2 separate regions of the Pan troglodytes genome follow, and region 1 is linked to region 2. A link is a contact called in public Hi-C data. All regions are on one chromosome and are shown on one strand. Each heading gives the region's core, a stretch centred on a gene start, on an enhancer-like site or on the middle of the called end of the contact. The rest is flanking DNA. Distances are from core to core; before and after follow the strand shown.

Region 1 (3,937 bases), core at 1,426-3,925, 240 kb after region 2:
TTAGGAGGTCCCCGCTACAATTATCTGTGGGAAGATCACAGATGAATCCATTGCCAGCCATTACTACCATAAAAGCGTTGACCACGAGGAGAGGTGAGTCTTGAAGAGGGAGAAGAAATGGGAGAAGAAGACACACAGAGCCACTGCGCTCCTGAGACTCAAGGGAAGGCACAGAGTATAGGGAAGGAGGCCAAGGGGAAGAGGAACATTGACAAACTTGTTCTGCTTTGTAAGTAAAATAAGCCAGACAAAGACAAATACTGTATGGTATCACTTACATCTAAAGAAAAATTTAAGTCAAACTCACAGAAACAAGAGAATAGAAAGGTGGTCACTGGGCACTGGAAGTGGGAGAACTGGTCAAAGAATGCAAACTTTCAGTTATAAGGTAAATACATTCTGAGGATCTACTGTACAGCATGGTGACTGTAATTAAAAATGCCATATTATACACTAGAAGTGTGCTAAGCATTGGCACCAAAAAGAAAAAGAAAAAAAGGTAATTATGTGGAGTGATGGATGTGTTAATCAGCCTGATTGTGATAATCATTTCATAATATACGCATACATCAAATCGTTACATTGTATACTGTAAAAATATGCAATTTTGTCAATTATGCCTTAATAACGCTGACAACAAAACACATAAACAAAAAACTTTCCCTGCTTTAACAGGTGGCTAAGCTACCCCTGGTCACATTCAGTAACAGCAGACTGTCAGGGAAGGCTCAGATCCCAATAGCATGAAGTAGATGATTATTATTATTATTTGAGACAGAGTCTCGCTCTGTCGCCCAGGCTGGAGTGCAATGGCACAATCTCGGCTCACTGCAGCCTCCGCCTCCTAGGTTCAAGCGATTCTCCTGCCTCAGCCTCTCAAGTAGCTGGGATTACAGGCGTCTGCCACTACCCAGATAATTTGTGTATTTTTAGTAGAGATGGGGTTTCACCATGTTGGTCAGGTGATCTCTGACTAACAGGTGACCCACCCGCCTCGGCCTCCCAAAGTGCTAGGATTATAGTCATGAGCCACTGCGCCTGATCAAGGTAGATTATTTTTAATGGTGAGTCAAAGATCCTGTAGAAATGTATAAGAATATGTCCAGTGTTTTGTTATGTGGAAATAGTTCTTAACAAAGAAGTATGTACAATATAAATACATACACATAAGATATTCCAAAACATAAAGATACCTCTGAGTGAAAGGATTCTTTTTTTTTCCTAAATTATTTTTACAAGGAGCACATATTATGTATGCATCTTCCTTAAGTCGAAACATATGATAAACAAGTAAAACTATATCAAACTAAAAAGCTTCTGCACAACAACAACAAAAATTAACAAAATGAAAAGGCAGCCCACAGATTGGGAGAAAATGTTTGCAAACCATATAAACCATCATGAGGGGTTAATATTAAAAATATATGAGGAACTCATACAACTCAATATCAAAAAAAACCAATTTTAAAAAATGGGCAAAGAATCTGAATAGACATGTCTCTAAAGAAAACATAAAAATGGTCAACTGGTATATGAATAGGTGCTCACTGACACTAGTCATCAGAGAAACGTAAATCAAAACCCTACATGATATCACTTCACATCTGTTAGTACTATCATTATAAAAAAGACAAGGCGTGAAAAGTGTTGGCAAGGGTGTGGAGAAAAGGGAACCCTTCCACACTGTTAATGGGAATGTAAATTAGTAAAACCATTATGAAAAACAGTGTAGAGGTTCCTCAAAATATTAAAAATAGAACTAGCATATAACCCAGCAATCCCTCTGCTGGTATATACCCAAAGACAATGAAATCAGCATCTCATGGTTACTTGTGTACCCATGTTCATTAACAATGAAGAGTCTTGCTTTAGAAAAATATTCTGCTAATAACTGGAGGAGAAATGATAGAATTCTATAAGGCTACTTTCAAACCCCTAATGTATTGATCTCTCTAGCCAATAAGTATACATTGTGGAGAACCAAATAACCAATTTTTATGTTCCTTCTGATGGAGGCATGTAGTGGAACCTATGAAGAATTCTTACCAAAAACCAAAACCAAACAAAGTAGAGTCTGTAGTGGACGAAGGACTGTGCTAACGGACACCACAAGGACATTACAGGTAAACTAAGACCAGGGAAGACTCTACAGGACAACTGACTCGGCCTTTACTAAATAACAGCAAAGACATGCAAGAGAACTTACAGACAAAAAGATATGTAATGGACATATCAAACAGTTTGAACACATGGACCTTATTTGGATATCTGATTCAAACAAGCAAACAAAAATAAAAATGTGGAAGGAGGGAGGGAGGGAGGGAGGGACAAAGGAAAGAAGGAAAGGAAGGAAGGAAGGAAGGAAGGAGGGAAGGAGGGAGGGAGGGAGAAAGGAAGGAGAAGGGGAAAGGAAGGAAGGGAAGGAAGAAAGGAAGAAAAAAGAAAAAAAGAAAGAAAGAGAAAGAGAGAAAGAAAGAAAAGGAAGGAAGAAAAAGGAAAGAGAAGGAAGGAAGGAAGGAAGGAAGGAAGGAAGGAAGGAAGGAAGGAAGGAAGGAAGGAAGGAAGGAAGGAAGGAAGGAACAAGCAGCACAGTCCACCTGCAGAGGAGAGGAGAGACTTCCCAGGCAAGGTAGGGGGTCGGTCCTTCTCCCTCACACACCCGGACATCGCCCCAGCACATCCCTGCTGTGCCTCTGCTGCCCCCATGTGGCCCAGGGAAGGCCTGACACGGAGCCTGTAGAGGACGAAACCTGAACACAAACTCCAAGGAGGTCTTTGCTCTTCCCTTTTTCGCCAATTCTTGGCCAGGATTTGTCCCACCCACCCATGAACATGGGGCTGCTGCGGAAGCAAGTGCCAGGATGGGTGCCGGGAACGCCTATCGGCTGAGGATGCTAAAAACATGCATACATATGCTGGCTCGGGGAGCAGGATCCAGAGAACCAGAGCCGCCTCAGGCAATCCCCCCAGGGGAGAGGAAGTGGAGATAAAAAGAGAGGAAGCCCCAGGAGACTAACGACCAAAGGCAAGCAGTGAAACCAGCTCCCTTGCCTCATGAGATCAAGGTAATGCCACACTAAGTTGGTGGCACTTCCTCCCTTTGGGCAGTCTGTCTTACAGAGCACTTGGGGTGAACTGCCCCTGACTGCTATCTGAGCACACATTCCCAGAAATGCAGAGAAAATTTCAGGGGGATCCCACTGGCGGTAGTTTTAGCTTATGTCTATATTAGCTGGCTTTTTGAGCAACAAACCATGAAGAATCAGGAAACGGGAATTAAATTCATTTGTTATTATCAAATAACATGCAAAGAGATTTAAACTGATCCCTTAATATTTGCACAATTGTTATTGGGCATTAACACTGACCCTTAATCTGATTAAATTTTTGTTTACACAGTAAGTCCATTTTTCTCCGCTTAATTTGTTGGATCTCTAACACTCAGGGTGACAGGAGTCTCTAAGAAATAATTGTCACAGCACAGGTATGTATCATGTGTGCACATGAACACATACATTCTGGATGAAACTCCCCAAAAGCCAGTTTCTTAACCCTGCACTTTCACCCCTTTCTCTTGCATATGAGCCAGCATAAACCTCCATATACTCCTCCCATATCCAGGCTCCAGAGCCAGACTGCCTGGGTTCAAATGCAGCTTTAGCAGTTACTGTGTGACCTTGGACAAATCACCTAAACTTTCCGAGTTTCAGTTACTTCCTCTATATAGTGAGGATGACAATAATGGCACCTCATAGGGCTAAATGAGTTCATAGCTGTAAAGTGCTTAAAATAGCACTTGGCACAGCAAGTGCTAGAGGAATTTATCAACTTGGTACCATTACAATTTTTGTAAAATGGGTTTGAAATGCAATTAATAAACTAGCTAATTTTTAAAAACTAATTTAAAAAACAATGATTTTCAGCCGGGAGCAGTGGC
Region 2 (4,183 bases), core at 903-3,402:
TTTACAGACTGCACACTTCCTCCTGAGAGCTGATTTCTACAATATTCAATTCAAAAGACAAAAAAGAAATGTTAACAGTCTGTTCTGAAGAGTTCCCTAGTATTCAAGTGGGCATATATAATAAATACATAAATACAGCAAATATTGTAATTATTTCTATTACAAAGCAAATTTAAAACTTCATCTTAAATATTGAATAAACTGACAAACTTTATCAACAGTCTCTCCACTCACCAAGTAGCTCCATATCTGCATGATTTAGGGTGGGCTAGATTGTCTCTTCAAATAATAATAATAATAGCTCCAATATTTTGAGCATATAACAAGAACCGGCTCTTTGTTCTGTCATTTCTAAGTTTCAGAACCTTACAATATAGGCATTATTCTCTTCCATTTTAAAATATTTTCTACATTATCACTCAAGTAGCTAAGGGGCAAGACCAACATCCAAACTCAGATCTAAGTTGAAAACAGGCATTCTTTACCTATTGCCAAAGAGTCTAGATTTCCAGGGGCCAGTCATTTTAGGCTTCTATCCCAGGCATGAGTCTAGACTAAGTTACTTTGGTTTCTGCCCAAATCTTCCAGAAGTAAAGGAAGGCAAGTTCAGCTTTTACGCCCAGGAAACAATAATAAGAATAGCAACAAAAGCAGGAAACGCTGCTAATAGGAATATAGTATTTGCTATCTGTTCTTATAAGCACTTCACAAATGGTAGTTCACTTAACCCTCACAACCCTATGAAACAGGTCCTATTCTTAATTCCATTTCACTGATGAGAAAACTGCCCAAGGTCAGTGAATTAAGGCACAGCAGGGCCAAGTGGTCTGGCTTCAGAGCTCATGCTTATAAGCATTACACAATTCGGCCTCTCTGACAGTCAGTATTAGTTTAAAATTATAATGAAATAAAACTTTTTAAAGTTTATCTTTTTTCTCTAATGATAAAAAATGGACTGCATGGAGAGAGATGAATGAGCAGAATCTACATTTCATGACTGCCAGTGTCATGCAGGATCTAAGATAGGAAAGTTCAGCCCTCTCTATAAAGGACAGACTGGAAGGAGGATTTGTATGAATAATTTCTGTGTTTGAGCCTGAAAGAAATGTACTATAACTAAGCCTATCTGTCAGATGGGCTATCAAAGCATCCAAGTGTGAAAGGTCCTGAGTTCCTGTCCTCTTAGAGATTGCTGGCAACCTTCCCCTTCCGAGGAGTGGTTTCCCCTGCTGAGGTATAATTTTTGAGTCAATTGTGTCAGGTAGGTGAGAAGAAATAAAGCATTGCTGCGGCCAGAGATTTGAAGAGCTGCAAACCACCACTTTGGAGGGGTAGGATTAGGAAAGAAAATGCAGCCTCATAGGTCTTGGACAGCTGCATTCATTCAACATGGGGTATTTACACATTATCAGCCACCAACAAAAACCTAAAACACTGCAGTACCGCTGCCATGAAACTTGTAGAAGAAATCCACTGACTGAGATTCCTTTATTCTGCTTGCAGATGCTTTTATCACTCTCGGATTTCCTCTTCCTGAGGGAAGAACATGGTGTAGCACATGAAATACGTTTGACAATTGCTTTTGCACATAACAATGATAAAAGAAACCAAAGCATCTAGCTACACTACTGAACAGTGTCTTGTTCTACTACTAAAAAAGAAAAGAAGAGGAGAAAAAGAAGGAGGGGGAGGAACAACAAGAAAATATACAGTAGTAATCGTAGTAACACAGCAGTAGCAATCAAAAGAAGAATCAAAAAATTCTATTTTGCTCTACAGGGTAGAGCACCCATAAGCAAATCATGGTTTTCCTTCTGTTTCCTATGGATATCCTGGTGCGAATCACTGCTTTGGCACCACCTGTGGAAAACGCATGGGGCATTTGAGTCACATTGCTAATCAGAGTTATAGCGACACAAAGGAAACTGGAGTTGATTTTAGTCTATTCATTTCCCATGAAACTCCTAGTAAATTACATTGTGGATAAGCAATGCAATATTACCACAGGTAGGAAACCACTTACAGGGTGTGATTTAAGGATGCCTGAAAAGCCTCCCTCCTTGCCAATAACTCCTGTCCTAGTCTAGCTTCGTGCTTGACACTACGCTCTGCATTAAGTTCTATGGAGTTCCAGGGATTTCTTAGTCTGTTATGAAAGTCACTGAAGATGGAAGGAAGATGCGGAGAAAACTCAGGAAGCCTCATGCATTCAATGAAATGCAATGCCTCCTCCTTTGTTTTACAAATCAGGATTCTGAGTCAAAACATCTTTTGCACAAGGGATCTGGGCTAGAAGAATTTGAGAACTGGTGCATTAAGATATGCTATCTCTCAGCCTTCTGGAACGTCATGTAAATGCACTAACATCATTCATATGGAAAAACTGAAGTGCAACGTTCCGCAGATGATAATATATGGAGTCGAGTGCTGTAAGTTCTAAAACTGATTTTAACTGAACTATATTGATTTTTAAAAGATCCTCTTAAAATATATTATGAACTTATGTGCCTTTTGAGGCAGAATATATAAACCATATTCTAAATTTTTCTTCATAAAGACTACAACATGATGCACTGTACAAAGAACAGTCATTTTTCTCTTTCCTGTCCTTCTGTTTGGGTAGAGCTCCTTTTGAGTCAGTGTTGCTGTCTTTTGTTGCTCTCAATTTCCTAAATGGCAGCTTCTCAACAGCTTTTAATTTGAGAAATCAGATAATTACAGTTTACAATCATATGTAAAATTAAGTAAATAAATTCTGAATAAAGGTCCCAGGTCTTTTGCCATAGTAGAAAAGTAAATAGATTTTTAGTTCCTTAATTGAGGGAAACTGTTTTAGCAAATCTGAAATTTTAATCACTGACTTCACGGCGTATGACTACATTTCAACTGGTTAAAGTTATTTGAAGTAGTTGGATAATAAGCTTCCGGACAGAAATTGCCCAAAACACATAGAATTTTGTGCTTAGTTAGGTTGCAATTTTTCATTTTTAAGTTCCCAGCTATATACAAAGGTAAGATGCAGGAATCTGGACATTCTAAATACTACAAATATTCACTTTTTCCCAAATAACTTATATGAGCCAGTGCTTACTTCTCTATGAAAGGTGATAAATTAAACCAAGAAAAGTCACTTAAAAGCATTCAGTAGGGGCCGGGAGCAGTGGCTCATGCCTGTAATCCCAGCACTCTGGGAGGCTGAGGCGGGCGGATCACAAGGTCAGGAGATCGAGACCATCCTGACTAACACAGTGAAAGCTCGTCTCTACTAAAAATACAAAAAAATTAGCCAGGCATGGTGGCGGGCACCTGTAGTCCCAGCTACTCAGGAGGCTGAGGCAGGAGAACGGCGTGAACCTGGGAGGCAGAGCTTGCAGTGAGCCGAGATCACGCCACTGCACTCCAGCCTGGGCGACAGAGCGAGACTCCATCTCAAAAAAGAAGCATTCAGTAGGTTACCTCTTATTCCTTACATTGGGACATAGTTGTTATAGAACCTAGCACAAAAACACAATTTAAACAAATATTGCCTAGAACATGAAACATGTTTAAAAATTAAAATTATTTAAAAAACAATAATTTGCTCTCATCAATGAATGTAAAGGCCAGTTGAGCTTACTGCCTTAAATATCAAACAGCATCTAAGCACCCTTACTAAGGGTTTCCTGATTTTGCTGGTGTTGGTATTCAAAAGAAACTTATTTGTAGGTGTGTGGTACGGGGTGGGCAGAGGGGGGAACATATCCATTTAAACTAAGACAATATGGAATACAGTATAGATCACAGTCCATTATATTACACTGTTCTAATAAAAACATGACCAACATTTACTTTAATAACAACACAATAATATATATGCTAGGTTTTAGGATGGTGGGCATGATCTCACCAGCAGCCATACAGTGGTTATAAGAGAAAACACATCCTACATATTTCCCATGCTGCAGGCACTGCTGGCATTGAAAGCAGTGACAGCTCTCCACCAATCTTCAGCTCATAGCAGGCAAGGGAGAAAAACTGTCACAGCTTTAGACCACTGGAGCAGGGAATGGGGATTGAGGAGGACAGAGGCATCAGTGGCAGGCAGTGGTAGAGAGTATACAATTGTCCCTAATAAAGAGATTAATATTGAATCCTATCCCACCCAACTACCTCCCTTGCCTAAGTCCCTGATCTATATGTACCA

Evidence for each region. A called contact is a pair of places that touch in the nucleus more often than the background predicts.
Region 1: a Hi-C map of induced pluripotent stem cells shows a contact between it and region 2, with 4 times the contacts expected there. The contact joins two enhancer-like sites. A contact is called at or near these places in 5 of 7 Hi-C or Micro-C datasets (blood, induced pluripotent stem cells, a lymphoblastoid cell line and 1 more).

Annotation. Positions count from the first base shown.
Region 1 is chr6:153,261,021-153,264,957 of NHGRI_mPanTro3-v2.0_pri, forward strand. The region is part of intron 8 of CREB3L2 (cAMP responsive element binding protein 3 like 2); the gene reads right to left. Among named protein-coding and RNA genes, the nearest start is that of DGKI, 49 kb to the left of the region's middle. Within about 2 kb of position 2,676, at least 6 of the 24 cell types and tissues checked have an H3K27ac peak or open chromatin away from gene starts, as enhancers often do. A contact at or near this core is called in induced pluripotent stem cells, where this site is marked.
Region 2 is chr6:153,021,364-153,025,546 of NHGRI_mPanTro3-v2.0_pri, forward strand. DGKI (diacylglycerol kinase iota) reads right to left here. Exons shown (of 37, transcript XM_063815623.1): 4 at 1-36. Among named protein-coding and RNA genes, the nearest start is that of DGKI, 190 kb to the right of the region's middle. Within about 2 kb of position 2,153, at least 2 of the 24 cell types and tissues checked have an H3K27ac peak or open chromatin away from gene starts, as enhancers often do. A contact at or near this core is called in induced pluripotent stem cells, where this site is marked.